Regions from separate parts of the Mus musculus genome. Here region 1 is linked to region 2. The links are chromatin contacts, called in public promoter capture Hi-C maps. All regions are on one chromosome and are shown on one strand. The core of a region is the stretch at or near the end of the contact, and the rest is flanking DNA. Distances in the headings are between cores, read along the strand shown.

Region 1 (7,203 bases), core at 716-3,215, 1.3 Mb after region 2:
CGGCTGCTGCATGTTCTGTCTGCTGAGTGTGAGTCTGGAGCGATTTAGCTACATTTATACCATTTTCCTATATCTCAGTCAGTCATTTCAGATGGAGATACTCCGAGACTTATCCACCCTCTGCATCACAGGGGAACCATTAGTGCAGTATGAAGCAGAACACAGTACACAGAGTGCATCTTGCATTAAAAGATGCTGTGTGGAACTATGGGAAGTGTCAGTCTTACCACACAGAACCTTCCATGACTCAAATCTTGTTTGAGAAAAGACTCAGGGACTTATGGATCCCCAGCTGGTTTTGAGCTTACTATGTAGGCTCAGGTGGCTTTGAACTCCTGATCCTTCCAAGTACTGTAATTATAGGTATGCACTAATGTGCATTACCACACCAGTCCATCATTTCTTGCACATCAGTGGCTGATATGTCACACAGATGATCTGTCCAAATGCCTTCTATGAGTACTTCTTCCACAATCCTTGATCTAGAAACCAGAATTCACCTAAATGCCAAAGTAAAAGACTGTTGTTTGGGGCTGGAGATTCAGCTGGTAGTGTGTTTGCTAGCATGCAGGAAGCCCAGGGGTGTATTTCTAACACCACATGTTATAATCACTGGTCTTAGGGGGCAAGGAAGAGGTCCAAAGAGGTTCAAGGTCATATTTGGCTCCATAGCAAATTAGAGACCATCTTGGGCTACAAGGTCTACTGTCAGAGAAAGAAAGGAAGGAATGGAGGGAGGGAGGAAGGAAGGAAGGAAGGAAGGAAGGGAGGGAGGGAGGGAGGGAAGGGGAAGAAAGGAGGAAAAAGGGAAAAGGAAGAAAAGAGAAGACAAGAAAGGTTGTTGGAGGATAGCATGTTGAGTTGGCTGCATTCACTTTCACCCCTGATAAGCCATTGTCTGCTCTGAAAGGAGGGTGCATACATCTTGGTTATGAATTTCAGATCTTTATCCTTAGCTTTGAGGGTAAGATTTGGGAATCTGCCAAATGCTGAAAGCAGGGAAAAAAATCTCATTTCTTGGTCAGTGAGGAGAGAAAATAAGGCAGACAGTCATTTCAGCATTCACAATCAGGTCTTTAATAGATAGGAACAGATAGTCTGTTTGCAAAAATAAGACTTGGCACAACAGTCAAGAGAACATACTATTCTTGCAGAAGACTCAAGTTCAGATCTCAGCACCCATGTCTGACAGCTCACAACTGCGTAGAACCTAAGCTATGAGAGGTCAGACTCTTTCTGGCATCCTTGTGTCATAAGGTACCCACCAGAGAAGACTGTTTGGACGTGGGTTTGTCTTTATCGGCCATCCAGTGACTACACTGTGCTTTTGGGATCTCGATGTAGCTCCGAGCCTTTCTCAGGGTGAGCTTTTAAGCACCAAGGCCGTGCTCTGGGTTGGCATCAGTTAATAAGAAGAGATAGACAGAAGCAGAAAAGCAAGGTTAGAACATTGAGAGACTTTCCCGGAGACTTTGATGGACTGGGAATTTGTTTTCATTTCAGGCAGGTGGCACCATCTACACGCTGAGTTTTATGGCCCAAATGGTACTTCCATCATGGAGTCAGTTATGCTAAGGTCTGGGACCCTGTTATGCTTGGGCACAGCACACACATGGTGCAAATACTAACACATATTTCTACCCCCATACAAAGTTAAAAAAAGAAAACAAATCTGAAATAAAAACAAGACAAAAATGAAGGGTAGAAATTTTAGCAACCTGAATGTCTGCTTGGGAACAGTAGAAAGAAGAGGAACCTCATGGCGCTACACTCCCTGGGAGAAACTCATGAGGATGAATAATGTTCACTAAGTGTCAGCCATGCACCAGATGTGTCTGTGCACAGCCTTCCTCACAGGAATTTCCACATTCTACAAGTGGAAGAGCTGAGGTATTGAAGTGACTTCCTTGAGACAAGGGCTGTCTGGTGGCAAACCGCCACTTCCCCGTCCTTCCGGACATACAGGTCTGGTTACTTCTGAGGAGAGCTGCCAACCGTCAACCGGTGCAGCCTGTTGTGGCTAATGGCAGTCTGGGCCACACTTTCCATGGCAGTGATTTTTCTAAACCATCCCCCAGGACTCCCTTACCTCTGAGTCCTGCCTGTGAAGAGAAGGGTACTCCATCACTCAGTGCCTCTGTGAGCATGTGAAGCACTTTTCCAGATGTTTTCCAAATCAGGATGTGTGAAATCCTTCAGCTGTGTATGAGCCCCTCTAGGAGAGCCAGGTGCCAGGTTATTTGGGAAATATAGAACGTTTGCCAGAGAGACACAGCCATCAGTGCTCCCCATTCGGATGCCTGTTCTCCTCTGAGAACAGTCTGGAAGGGGCTGCACATCTCTAAATTTCCTCAGAATCTCTTCTCATCCAAAGACTGTATAGAACTAGGCTCTTCAACTCTTGGACCTTGCTCCATTTTTCCCAACTCCCTGCAACCCTTTGGCATCCAGATGTCCAGGAATATGGGAACCCCTGGCCCAGTGGACCCCCTGACCCTTCATTTCTGGCTCCTCTGCATTGTTTCCAGTGGTGATTGGATGCCCGTGAGTCAGGGAACCCCAGCTTCAAGCTCCCACATCTTAGGCTGCGTTTTTCCACTCCTCTGAGTGGTGTACCAGTGCTTCCTGCTAGTCTATCACCCAGCAGTGGGTGTAGTGTAAATGTAGTGTAATGTCTCCATGTTTAGTTTGTCTAATGGTGGCGTGCCCACACCCAAGCAGCGGGGCTAGATGCAGAACCACACAGATGAATTAGTGAAGTCTTGGGGTCAAGGACACCTAGAACTGAGGAAATGGGAAGTTTGAAGCTGTAGCACACACTGTGTGCTGTGTTCTTTGCACAGAAGTGAGGTTGGGAGCCATGGAGGCAATGGGAGTCCTCCTTTTATGGAGAAACCCAGGGATGGGCAGGAAGGTAGGGCCAGAAGGAATGAAGTGTGTGTGTGTTTGTGAGTTATACAGGTGTGTGAACAACTCTGTGTACATGCATGTAGAGACCCCAAGATGAAGATAGGTGTCTCCTTGTACCATTCTCCACTTTACTTATTAAGGCAGAGTCTCTCACTTGAACCTGGAACTTGGTCATTTGGCTAGCAGCTTGCTCCAGAAATGTCCACATCTCCCTATCTTCTAAGTGATGGGAATCCTGGCTTGCCCATTTTTCAAGTGAGTTCTGGAGTTCCAAACTTCTGCCCTATCCTTGGTTCAAAGTGCCTTTCCTCCCCCTCAGCACTGAGAAGGGCTATCATGAATGAAAGTGTGGTGATACCAATTCATAGTCGATAAAATGACACGTGGCAACACAATTTGTTTATTCACATTATCAACTATGATCACTTGTACATTAAACTTCAGCCAACTTCGGGATTGTTTTTTTTTTTAAATAATAAAACATAATAAGCAAAGGACTGGAAAATAAACATCAAAATAAACTGCTGCTTTCTGAAAGATAGTATGGTGAGCTCTGCACTCACAAGGAAAGGATAGGAATTCAATTACACTCTGCGCATTATGTGCCTATGGTACAAGCAACATTTGGATATATACATTGTTCTACGGAGACAAGACTTGAAGGGCCATTGGGCAACAATAACACCTCCTCTGAACTATTCTTATAAATGTTATCAAAGGATATGCTTCTCATGTGCATTTCCAGTTGGTAAATCCGTCTCTTCCCAATTGATGGTGTTCAGGGAACACACATGGGGATCCTGCCAGGTAGTGGATCTCTGAGGGTACATAGGGAAGCATCTTGTATCTGTAGCCACAGTGAGTTTTTCTAAAACATGCAGTCTTGAAAGGGTCCCCTCAAGGGCGGGTTTGAGTCTGTGGACTTACCCGTGTTCTCAGAATTGGCATTTTAGCTCTCGTGTGTCGATGTGTAGAATCTCTGTCAGTTCTCTTGAGGAAAAGAACAGATAATGGGTATGTGTTATAAATGGAGATATGTTAGACGGGATTATAGGGTAGGGGCTGTGTAGCTAAACAGTGAATGTCCATGCACTAGAAAGGCTGACCATCTGGTAGTTGTTGAGTCCACGATGGTTGAGTGGAAACATGAGGGCTGGATCCCTCAGCAGCCCCAATCTGATGCTGAAGGCTTGGGAAATTCCTGGAGAGCAGCTGGTCTTCAGTCCACATTGGGAAGCCAAAAAGGCTGGCTTCTAAGGGCAGCAAAGCTTGGAGGTGCAATAATAACAAGGGGGGGGGGAGGGAGGGAGGGAGGGAGGGGGAGAGAGAGAGAGAGAGAGAGAGAGAGAGAGAGAGAGAGAGAGAGAGTATTTTGGCAAGCATTTTCTTTTGTGGGAATAAGGCTGCCGAGAGAATTCTCCCAAACACTAACATCTGATCTCTTTATTCCTTGAGCAAACAGCCATGGACATTTAATGAAGTGATTCTGTTCTCGCCTTCATTAGGCTACATCTCCTGGTGGGCAATTTAGTTTTTACCTGAGAGAAGCTTCTAGAATGTTTCAGGAGGAGACAATTTATTAAATTAGCTTTGGAATCATGCTGTCTTCAGAGTTAAAGTATTGCTCCCCGCTCTACTTTTCTGTTCACATATCCCCAGCCTTGTCATCTGTTATGGCTCAAGAGTTGTTAGCCCCCAAAGATAGCACAAAACCATTATGAATGAACAGAAAAGCAACAGAAGCAATAAGATGCTTTCTTTCTTATAACTAAACCTGCTCTGTGAATCTAAGCCCCACCCAGGAGTCAATCCTCTTCAAAGTTTAAATTGGTGTCTAGAGAAATGGAAGCTCAGGGCGAGGGGAGGCGGTGCACGTGGGAAAGCGCTTGCCAATTATGCATAGGGACTAAGGATTCCTGTTCAGACAGTTTAGCCTACTTGGCAATTTCCAGACCAGAGCCCTATCTCAAAAACAAAATGAAAAGGTAAGGGCATGCAAACTTCTCTTCTGGCCTCCACACATGTGTGCACCTGCACACATAAACATGTACACTCTCTTACACTCTCTTTGTGTGTCTGTGTCTGTGTCTGTGTCTGTGTCTGTGTCTGTGTCTGTCTCTCTCTCTCTCTCTCTCTCTCTCTCACACACACACACACACACACACAGAGAGAGAGAGAGAGAGAGAGAGAGAGAGAGAGAGAGAGAGAGAGAGAGAAAGTTTTCAAGCAAACATCTTGGAATACTGGACTTACTGCCGCTTGAGCAACAGCGGCAGAACAGTTTATTCCTATCCCCACTTTCCCTCTCTGTTCCCCATCTCTTCTATAATCCTTTTCTAGTCACATCCCTTGCTTCTCCTTGAAGGTTTCTTCCCCCAGAAGATTGTCTTGAACTTAATAAATAACTGGGAACAACCTGAATGTCAGGTCTTGCAGCCTCCATCTCCTGGAGTGCAAGTGATGACACTGACCTGTGCCAGGCTGGATTCAAACCCAGGGCTCCTTGCATGCTAGGCAAGCACTGTATCAGCTGAGCCATACCCTGGCCCCCACAATGCTGTTTCTTTTTAATCTGTCTGTAAATCTAGAATATTCTCTCTACTCTTCTCATAGCTGTCTGGCTCATTGTGTCACCCCAATATCTTTTCTCTTTTTGCTTTTTGAGCTAATGTCTCCTGTCTTCTAGGTTGTCCTTAAACTCACTGTTTAACCAGGATAACAGCAAAACTCAGATACTTTGCCTTAGCCCAAATGCTGGGGTTACAGATGTGAGCCACAGCGTCTGGCCTGGTATTTTTCAGTGAAGTTTAGCCTGACTAAATCATTTTATAATGGGAGACTTTTTTTTTCCAACCTTGTGAATTTCTCATCTCTCTCTTTCTCTCTTTCTCCCTCTCCCTCTCCCTCTCCCTCTCCCTCTCCCTCTCCCTCTCCCTCTCCCTCTCCCTCTCCCTCTCCCTCTCCCTCTCCCTCTCTCCCCCCCCCTCTCTCTCTGTTCATAAATATAGTCTGTAGACTCAAAGCACTATTTGGCATTTCCTAGGTGCTCATTAGAAATGTGTGTATTTGCATGAGTGAATTTTTATACAATCCCCCAGTAAAGCCAATCTGAGCCATCAAAATGGTTCCAGGCCATTTGCAGAGTCACACCATAGCTCGTCCTTGTTATAAAAACAAAACAAACAAACACCCTAGAGAGAATATGATCTAACAACCACAAAGCAGTAACAAATTACCACAATGGAAAAGAGGTGCATCGAGAGTTCACGAAACTGTGCAGATTTGAGTCTAATCTTCCTGCCCTTATGAACCAATAACCTTCTGTCTCCACGGACGCCACAGACAATTTCAGGCAAAAAGTTGGTGTTTACAACAATGTATCAAGGCTCCCAGGACTCCCAGCTGATTCACTAATTGGGAGTTTTTATGAAACAATAAATAACATTTCTTCTTGTTTTTTCCAGGTACAGAGATAAAGACTAGATAAATGGATTCATCAGACGGGCATCCACACGTTAACCTTATTTATGGCAGAAAGCAGGTGGCTCAAATTCATGGCCCTAATCAGGTTTCCGGATATATCCCATTGCTTTCTGTTTGTTCATTAATAAAATCTACCACAATTCTCTGGATCAATTCGGGACTTACACGTACTGAATCCTGAGGAAAGAAGCTATCTGTGCTGGCAATGTGGGTAGGAAGGTGGCAGGGAAATAATGGCAAGTTCTATCAATTGCAAGCTTTTGGTAAAGGGTTAGGCTCTCTGAGTCCAAATCTCAGAGCTCCCCAGAATGACCCAGACCCAAAGATTCCATCAGATATCACCTAGCTGTAAATTCTCTATGGTTTTAATCTGTGTTAACTTTTATACAGTTTTGGAAAGAGTGGGAAGGATGGAACACATTGATTCTGCCAGTGGATTTGCTCCGTTTTATTCCCATTTTCCTTCCTTTCTTCTGCCCCACCTTTCTCCCTAGCTCCTTACTTGCTTATTTATTTTCAGTCAGGAAGTCCTGCAGCCTAGGCTGACCTGGAAGTTGCTATTCCTCAAACTCCCACCTCTTTCACACCCCAGGTACTTTTTCCCACACACATACGCACACACATACATGTACACACACACCATACACCACACACACATACACACACCATATACCACACACAAACACACACACACATACATTATACACATAAATAAATATCCACACACACTATACACCACACACAAATGCACACACACACACATCACACACATACATACCATATACCACACACACACACACACACACACAC
Region 2 (6,754 bases), core at 3,953-6,452:
TTAGCCCAGGCTAACCGCTTCCTTTTTCTAGAACTGGGAGGGGGGGAAGCAGGTAGAAGTAGCCAGAGGATGAGAAGGAGAAGCTACTTCACCGTCTGGGACAGTGTTTCTCAAGCTTGGCAGGAGGGGAAATGGGGGCCCAGTTCCTCATCCCACTGACACTAGCTGAAAACACTTGTTTCCATTTGTATGTTACACTCCTGGGCATGATGCGGCTGGATGCTAGTTAATTATAAACCGAGAGTTTGGGACAGGGCTAGTTTGGTAGAATGCATGTTTACCATGAACCCAGGAATGCTCGAGCCCATAAACCGACACAGTGTAGCATGTCTATAATCCCAGCACACAGGCTGCAAGATCAGAGCCAGGCTGGATACAGTGAGATGGGCTGTAGCCCTCCATGGAAACACAAAAGATAATAATAAAACTCCAAGCATAAAAAGCAAACAAAGTGGTCTGGGGCAATGGCTCACTCTGGTAATATGCTTGCCTTGCAAACTCAAGGACCTGCGTTTAAACCACCAAACTCACATTAAAAAGCGGGCATGGTGGAGCAGGCTTATAATCCTAGCACTGGGAAGGTGGAGGCAGGGGGGTTCCTGGGACTTGCTGGCCAGGCAGCCTGGGCCTACTTGGTGAGCTGTAGGCCCAGAACAAATCAACAAAGAGGAGCCATCAAACAACAGAACAGAACAACAAAACAGAAGCCATCGAGATGGTTCAGTAGGTGAGGGCACTTGGGGCCCAGCCTGACGATCTGAGGTGGATCCCCAGAATCCACAGGGAGGAGAGAATCAGTTCCCAAGAGTTGTCCTCATAACACTCAGGTGCTGCGGTGAGCACACACACGCCCACACACTAACTATGTCACGGTAGGAACAGCTTTTATACAACCTATATATATAGTCACATAAACAAGGCCGGCACAATGACACCAACTGACATCCTAAATTAGATGGGGACCTCTCACAAGGTCCCACCTGGGCAATTAATGGCTGCCAGTCCTCTCCAGGCACACACGAGAGCAACACTGAATGGTCTCAGCCAGTTGTAGTTATATATACATGTGTATGTATCCCATATTACACATAACAAATTAAATGAACTCATGGTGTTCAGAGTAGAGGGAGGCAGGGGATTACAAATGATGTAAATACAGCGCTCATGGAAGAAATTCACAAAAAATACTAAGCTGTAAATTTTTAAAACCAAAACACAACAAAGTTGAACATTGTTTTAAAAGACAACCAAGGACAGAGAGACAGACAGGGGCTGGTGAGATGGCTCAGCAGTAAAGAGCACTGACTACTCTTCTGGAGGTCCTGAGTTCAATTCCCAGCAACCATCTGTAGTGAGTTCTGATGCCCTCTTCTGGCCTGTAGGCATATATGCAGGCAGACTGTTGTATACACAATACATATTAAAAAGAGCCAATTGCAACAAAAGCCAGCTTCCCAGGTCCCCCCAGTACCTCAGGAAGATCACTCATGAACAGTGTAAAATACAGACCTCAGGCCACCGCAGAAGGGAACATATGTCCACACCCCATCCTCCCATGCAGGTAGGGCTGGAGCCTAAGGTGCAGCTTGGGAGCCAGCTCCCTGGGCCTCTTACCTCTGACCCCTGCTTTGCAGCAGGCCTTGGACAAATTGCATCTATAAATCCTTATTTGGAATTCCAAATGTATCCTGAGGTATGTCTGAAATTAGGGAGTGATCGGTAGAGATAGGGGAGAGAGCTTCCTAGCCCTTAGTGTCAGCAGCCACGACACCCTAGACTGGGGCCACCCTGAAGTCCTTAACTGATCAGAGGCCCAATATCAGCAGTTAAAGGTCATGTCCAAGTTGGGTGTAATGACTCATGCTTGTAATCCCAGCACTTGGAAGGCAGAGGCAGGTGGATTTCTGAGTTCAAGGCCAGCCTGGTCTACAGAGTGAGTTCCAGGACAGCCAGGGCTACACAGAGAAACCCTGTCTCAAAAAACATCATTAAAAAAAAAAAAAGAAAGAATTGGAGGCTTGACTGGCCTACACAGTGCATGACAGGACCAAGTGTCTCAAAACATAGTCTCACTATGTAGCCCTGGGTGTCATTGAACTCATAGATCTGCCTGCCTCTGCTTCCTGATGGCTTGGACTAAGGCAGGTACCAGACCTGTTGTTTGGTTTTGGCTTTTTTTTTTTTAAAAAAAACAATGTTATGTAGTCCAGGCTAGCCTAGTAACTACTATGTACACTAGGTAGCCCAGGTTGGCTTCACATTCTAGGCAGTCTCTTGTAAAAATAACTTGTATTCTCCTGTTTAGTGGTTGTCAGGGAGGCTTACTGCCTCCGTCTGCTAACCGAGACCTGGTCCTGGATGCTTCCAGCCTCCTTACCACCTAATCTAGGTCTAGAGAGTTTTCAGCCTCTGAGACTTACTGCTGAATATGCTCACCCTCCTAGTTCTTTCTGAATCTTGGTGACTGGATCAACTCAGGTGTTCTGGCTCAAACTCCTCTCCCACCTCAATCTGGTGTCTCTCAGCCTCTGAATTGCTCTGCTTGGCCTCAAACTTAGCAATCAATTCTAATCTTCTGGCTCCTCATTCTCTTGCTCTTTCTGTCTTCGTCTGTGTCTAGCGCTTGCTCTCTTTCTTCTTCTTCTTCTTCTTCTTCTTCTTCTTCTTCTTCTTCTTCTTCTTCTTCTTCTTCTTCCTCCTCCTCTTCCTCTTCCTCTTCTTCTTCTTCTTCATAACCAAAAGAAAGTCCTCAGCTGTAGAGATTTGGGACATATTCCCACAAACCAGAGTCCTACTAACAGCAAGGACAATGCACAGAAGGCACTAAGAGCCTCTGATCTGTCTCTGTGAAACTCTCCCCGTAAACTCACCACCTTCTCCTTCTCTGTTCTGCTCTAGTCTCTCTCAGTTCTACTGCACCGCTCTCCACAAACTCGTCTGTATCCTGTAGTGTACTCTCTTCCTCCTGTACTGTCTGTCTGTCTCTCCCTTAAGCAGCTTCCCTTTCCTCTTTGTCTCGAGAGTTGGACATGTATGTTTCTGTCAGATCTATCTCTGATTCATCACTTTGCCCTTCAATTGGACATCACTTTCAAACATGGGCGCTTCCTTCTACAGACTAACTTTATCTTCCTTGTTTGGGATTAAAGGTGTGTACTAAGGGCCAGTCTGTAGTCTAGCCGGAGGGATTAAAGGTGTGTGCTAAGGACTGAGCCACACCCTAACAGTAAACAGATTAAAATATCCTGTAACAGTTAGGGCGGAAGCTCAGGTTCTCAAATGTTTCTCGTTCTACCAATGTGATCTATCCCCAGCCCTTGAAAGGCTGAGACAGGGTCTCACTGTGTAGCTCAGGCTGGCCTTGAATGGCCTCCATAGGATGATCTTAAGCTCATGATCCTGCAGCCTCCACTTTTCAAATCCTGGGATTACAAATGAGTATGCCATCATGCTGTGTGTGTGTGTGTGTGTGTGTGTGTATGCACAAGTATGTGTATGCCTGCCTGCACACATGGTTCCAATGGATGGTCAAGACTCCTCTGGCCTCTCTGTCACCAGTCTAGTTGCCTCGCACCCCCAGCCCCAGTCCCCACATGGAGGACAAGAGTACCTTACCTAGCCTACCTTCACAATCACTGGTATCAATTGGCTTGGAGGAGGCACTTGGGCCTGAGAGGTAATGGCTACATCTTAGCTCTAAGTGACTGCATCTCTGTTTATATAAATATTCAAACCGCTGTGGTTGGGACCAGATATGGACGTAATGGCTGGCTCATGTTTGAAAATGAGCAAAAGGCTGAAGTCACATCAGGGGGCAAATCTGCCCTTTTCTAAGGAGCAACTCACCAAGACGAGCTGCAGAGGTGACCCTGGTGTAAGGGGTCTCTGGACCACATGCTGCAGACACGGGGAGGACAGGCAAATCTGAGTTCAAGTCTAGCCTGGTCTTCATAGTGAACTCTTGTCTCACAAAACCAAAGCAACAACCAACAAATCCCCCTGTCCTGCAACGTGGTGCGGCGTCCCTGTAATCTCAGCACTGGGGAAGTAGAGGGAAAAGGATCAAAAGTTCAAAGTTGGGCCGGGCAGTGGTGGCGCACGCCTTTAATCCCAGCACTTGGGAGGCAGAGGCAGGCGGGATTTCTGAGTTCAAGACCAGTTTGATCTACAGAGTGAATTCCAGGACAGCCAGGGCTATACTGAGAAACTGTCTGGAAAAAAAAAAGTTCAAAGTTGGGACTGGAGAAGTGACTCAGGAGGTTAAGAACACTGCTAATCTTCCAAAGGACATAGGTTTGATTCCCAGCACCCACATGGTGGCTCACAACTGTCTGTAACTCCAGCCAGGGGATCTGATGATTGCTTCTGGCCTCCAAGGGCTCCAGACATACATGTGATACACAGATATACATGCAGACAAAACACCCACCCCCACAAAATACATAAATTTCTTTTTAAAAGTTATATAAATAAAACTCTATGGGATATATTAAAATAGTTCTAAGTCATCCTTTATATTAAATTCATGGCCAGGCTGGGCTATAAAAGACCATTCCCCCCCCCAAAAGGGGGAAAAACCCACCCTGTTTAAAATGTAACCTGTAGGCTTATGCCAGACCCCAGTTCACAGTTTGTATCTTTGAATCTTATCTTCTAAGCCCTTATTTATCTCACACCTGAGTCATTTAGTAGTGAGTCCTGTTCCAGAAATGAGCACAGTACCCTAAAAATCAAGAGGGCAGGAACTCTAAGGAACACAGCACCCACCAGGGGCAAACACTGACATACGTACAATCCAGAATTGAACATTCCATCTCTACCCCAACTATTTTTTTGAGACAGGATTTCATTGTATTCTGGTTGGTCTAGAACTTACTCTGTAGCCCAGGTTAGCCTCTAATTGTAGTGTTCCTCCTGTCTCAGTTCCCCATGTACAGCAATTACAGTCAGAGCCATTCTGCCCCCTTCTGGTCCCTCCCTGGTGTTTTCAGTCTCCGGAAGTGGGGATCCTCTGTCTAGGACTGGAGTGACTCTGTACTGAAGGTGATGGTCCAAAGCCAGCAATGATCCCGTAATGGAGGCAGGCAGCCAGCCCAAACCTTCCAAACATTTCTCAATCGCTGTGCCACAGGCCAAGTTCTACTCGCTCCCTGAGCCCGATCGGACCAAGAATGCAGCCAAGTACATCAGAATGAAGATGCTTCAGGCTAGCAGCCAGGCCTCCATGAAAGGCCAGAGAAGTTCTCTTGACAGCCCTTGTTCCAGCTCAGTCTAGCGTGGCAGAGCTGGGCCACTTCTGCCTGCACCTGACAAACTGGCAGAAGGGCTGCCCTCTGTGGAGCTGCACGGAAGAGGAAAAGGCTGTCTGTGAACCTAGCACCAGGGGGTTGGAGGCCCGGGGAGGAGGAGTTCAAAACCAGCCTCAACTGAGACAAGGCCAACTTGGGCTAAATGGGACCCAGTCTCAAAACAACAACATAATGTGCATAGTGGGTGCTTGTCCAGTGGCAGAGCCAGCAAGGCAGCTGATGTTTCTTTCCAGTGACCTTGATGTTGTAAGTGGTAAAGCCAACTTGAAGGTCTCCGTAAGGCTCTGAAGGACAGGAGTCCTATTTGATAGGGCACAGAGCTTTCTGCTGTTGCCTCAGGTAACACACTAAAAGCACATAGTGGGGCAGCAGGTAGAATCCTGATGATCTGAGTTAGATCCCCAGAGTTTACAGAACTCCCGAAAGTTGTCCTCTGACACACAAACACACAAAAAAAAAAAAAAAAAGGGAATGGACTCTACGGGATATATTAAAATATATAGGGTGTGGTGGCACATGCCTTTAATCCCAGCACTCAGGAAGCAGAGGCTGGAAGATCTGTGAGTTCAAGGCCAGCCTGGTCTACATAGCAAGTACCAAGACCTAATCTCAAAAATGAAATAAAACAGGGGCTGGGGAGATGGCTCAGTGGTTAGGGGCACGTGTTGCTCTCCCAGAGATCCTCTTTCCCAGCACCTGCACGCACAGCGGTTCACACCCATCTGTAACTCAGTTCCAGGAAATTCTCTGCCCTCCTCTGAGCTCTGCAGGGACCAGGCACAAGCACTTACAGATATACACAGGCAAAAACTCATATCCATACAAATAAAAATTAAACAAACTGGGGCTGGAGAGAGGGCTCAGCCGGTAAGAGCACTGACTGCTCTTCCAGAGGTGCTGAGTTCAATTCCCAGCAACCACATGGTGGCTCACAACCATCTGTAATGGGAACTGATGCCCTCTTCTGGTGTGTCCGAAGACAGCTACAGTGTACTCATATATATAAAAGAACATTTAAAAAAAATCTTTAAAAAAAATAAACTGTAATAAAAATAAAAAGCATGACTTTAAATTTCTGATTCCTCTGTCTGCCCCGTCAAGGACTGGAATTCCAGGCAGGTGTTACTACAACTCTTGGCTTTTAAAACACATGGCAGAGCCAGGCACTGGTGGTACACGCCTTTAATCCCAGCACTTGGGAGGCAGAGGCAGGCAGATTTCTGAGTTCGAGGCCAGCCTGGTCTACAAAGTGAGTTCCAGGACAGCCAAGGCTAAGAGAAACCCTGCCTCAAAAAACCAAAACACATGGCAGTCTGGCTGGGAGTGGAGTTGCTTCCTAGAAGCAAGGCCCCAGGGTCTGATCTACAACAGCACCAGAGTATTAACTTAGCAACAGAGTAGTTTTACGTAATTTGAGTGTGGGTGATGTAAGGAGTCTCCTCCAC

Evidence for each region. Promoter capture Hi-C pulls out the DNA fragments that hold promoters and counts their contacts.
Region 1: a promoter capture Hi-C map of the C10 cell line shows a contact between it and region 2, with 6 times the contacts expected there. The contact joins two enhancer-like sites. A contact is called at or near these places in 2 of 39 promoter capture datasets (the C10 cell line and liver) and 2 of 9 other capture datasets (embryonic stem cells and liver).

The regions. Positions count from the first base shown.
Region 1 is chr9:116,268,561-116,275,763 of GRCm38.p6, forward strand. No RefSeq gene overlaps it. Among named protein-coding and RNA genes, the nearest start is that of D730003K21Rik, 55 kb to the right of the region's middle. Within about 2 kb of position 1,966, at least 46 of the 459 cell types and tissues checked have an H3K27ac peak or open chromatin away from gene starts, as enhancers often do.
Region 2 is chr9:114,925,694-114,932,447 of GRCm38.p6, forward strand. The region is part of intron 1 of Gpd1l (glycerol-3-phosphate dehydrogenase 1-like); the gene reads right to left. Among named protein-coding and RNA genes, the nearest start is that of Gpd1l, 4.9 kb to the right of the region's middle. Within about 2 kb of position 5,203, at least 36 of the 459 cell types and tissues checked have an H3K27ac peak or open chromatin away from gene starts, as enhancers often do.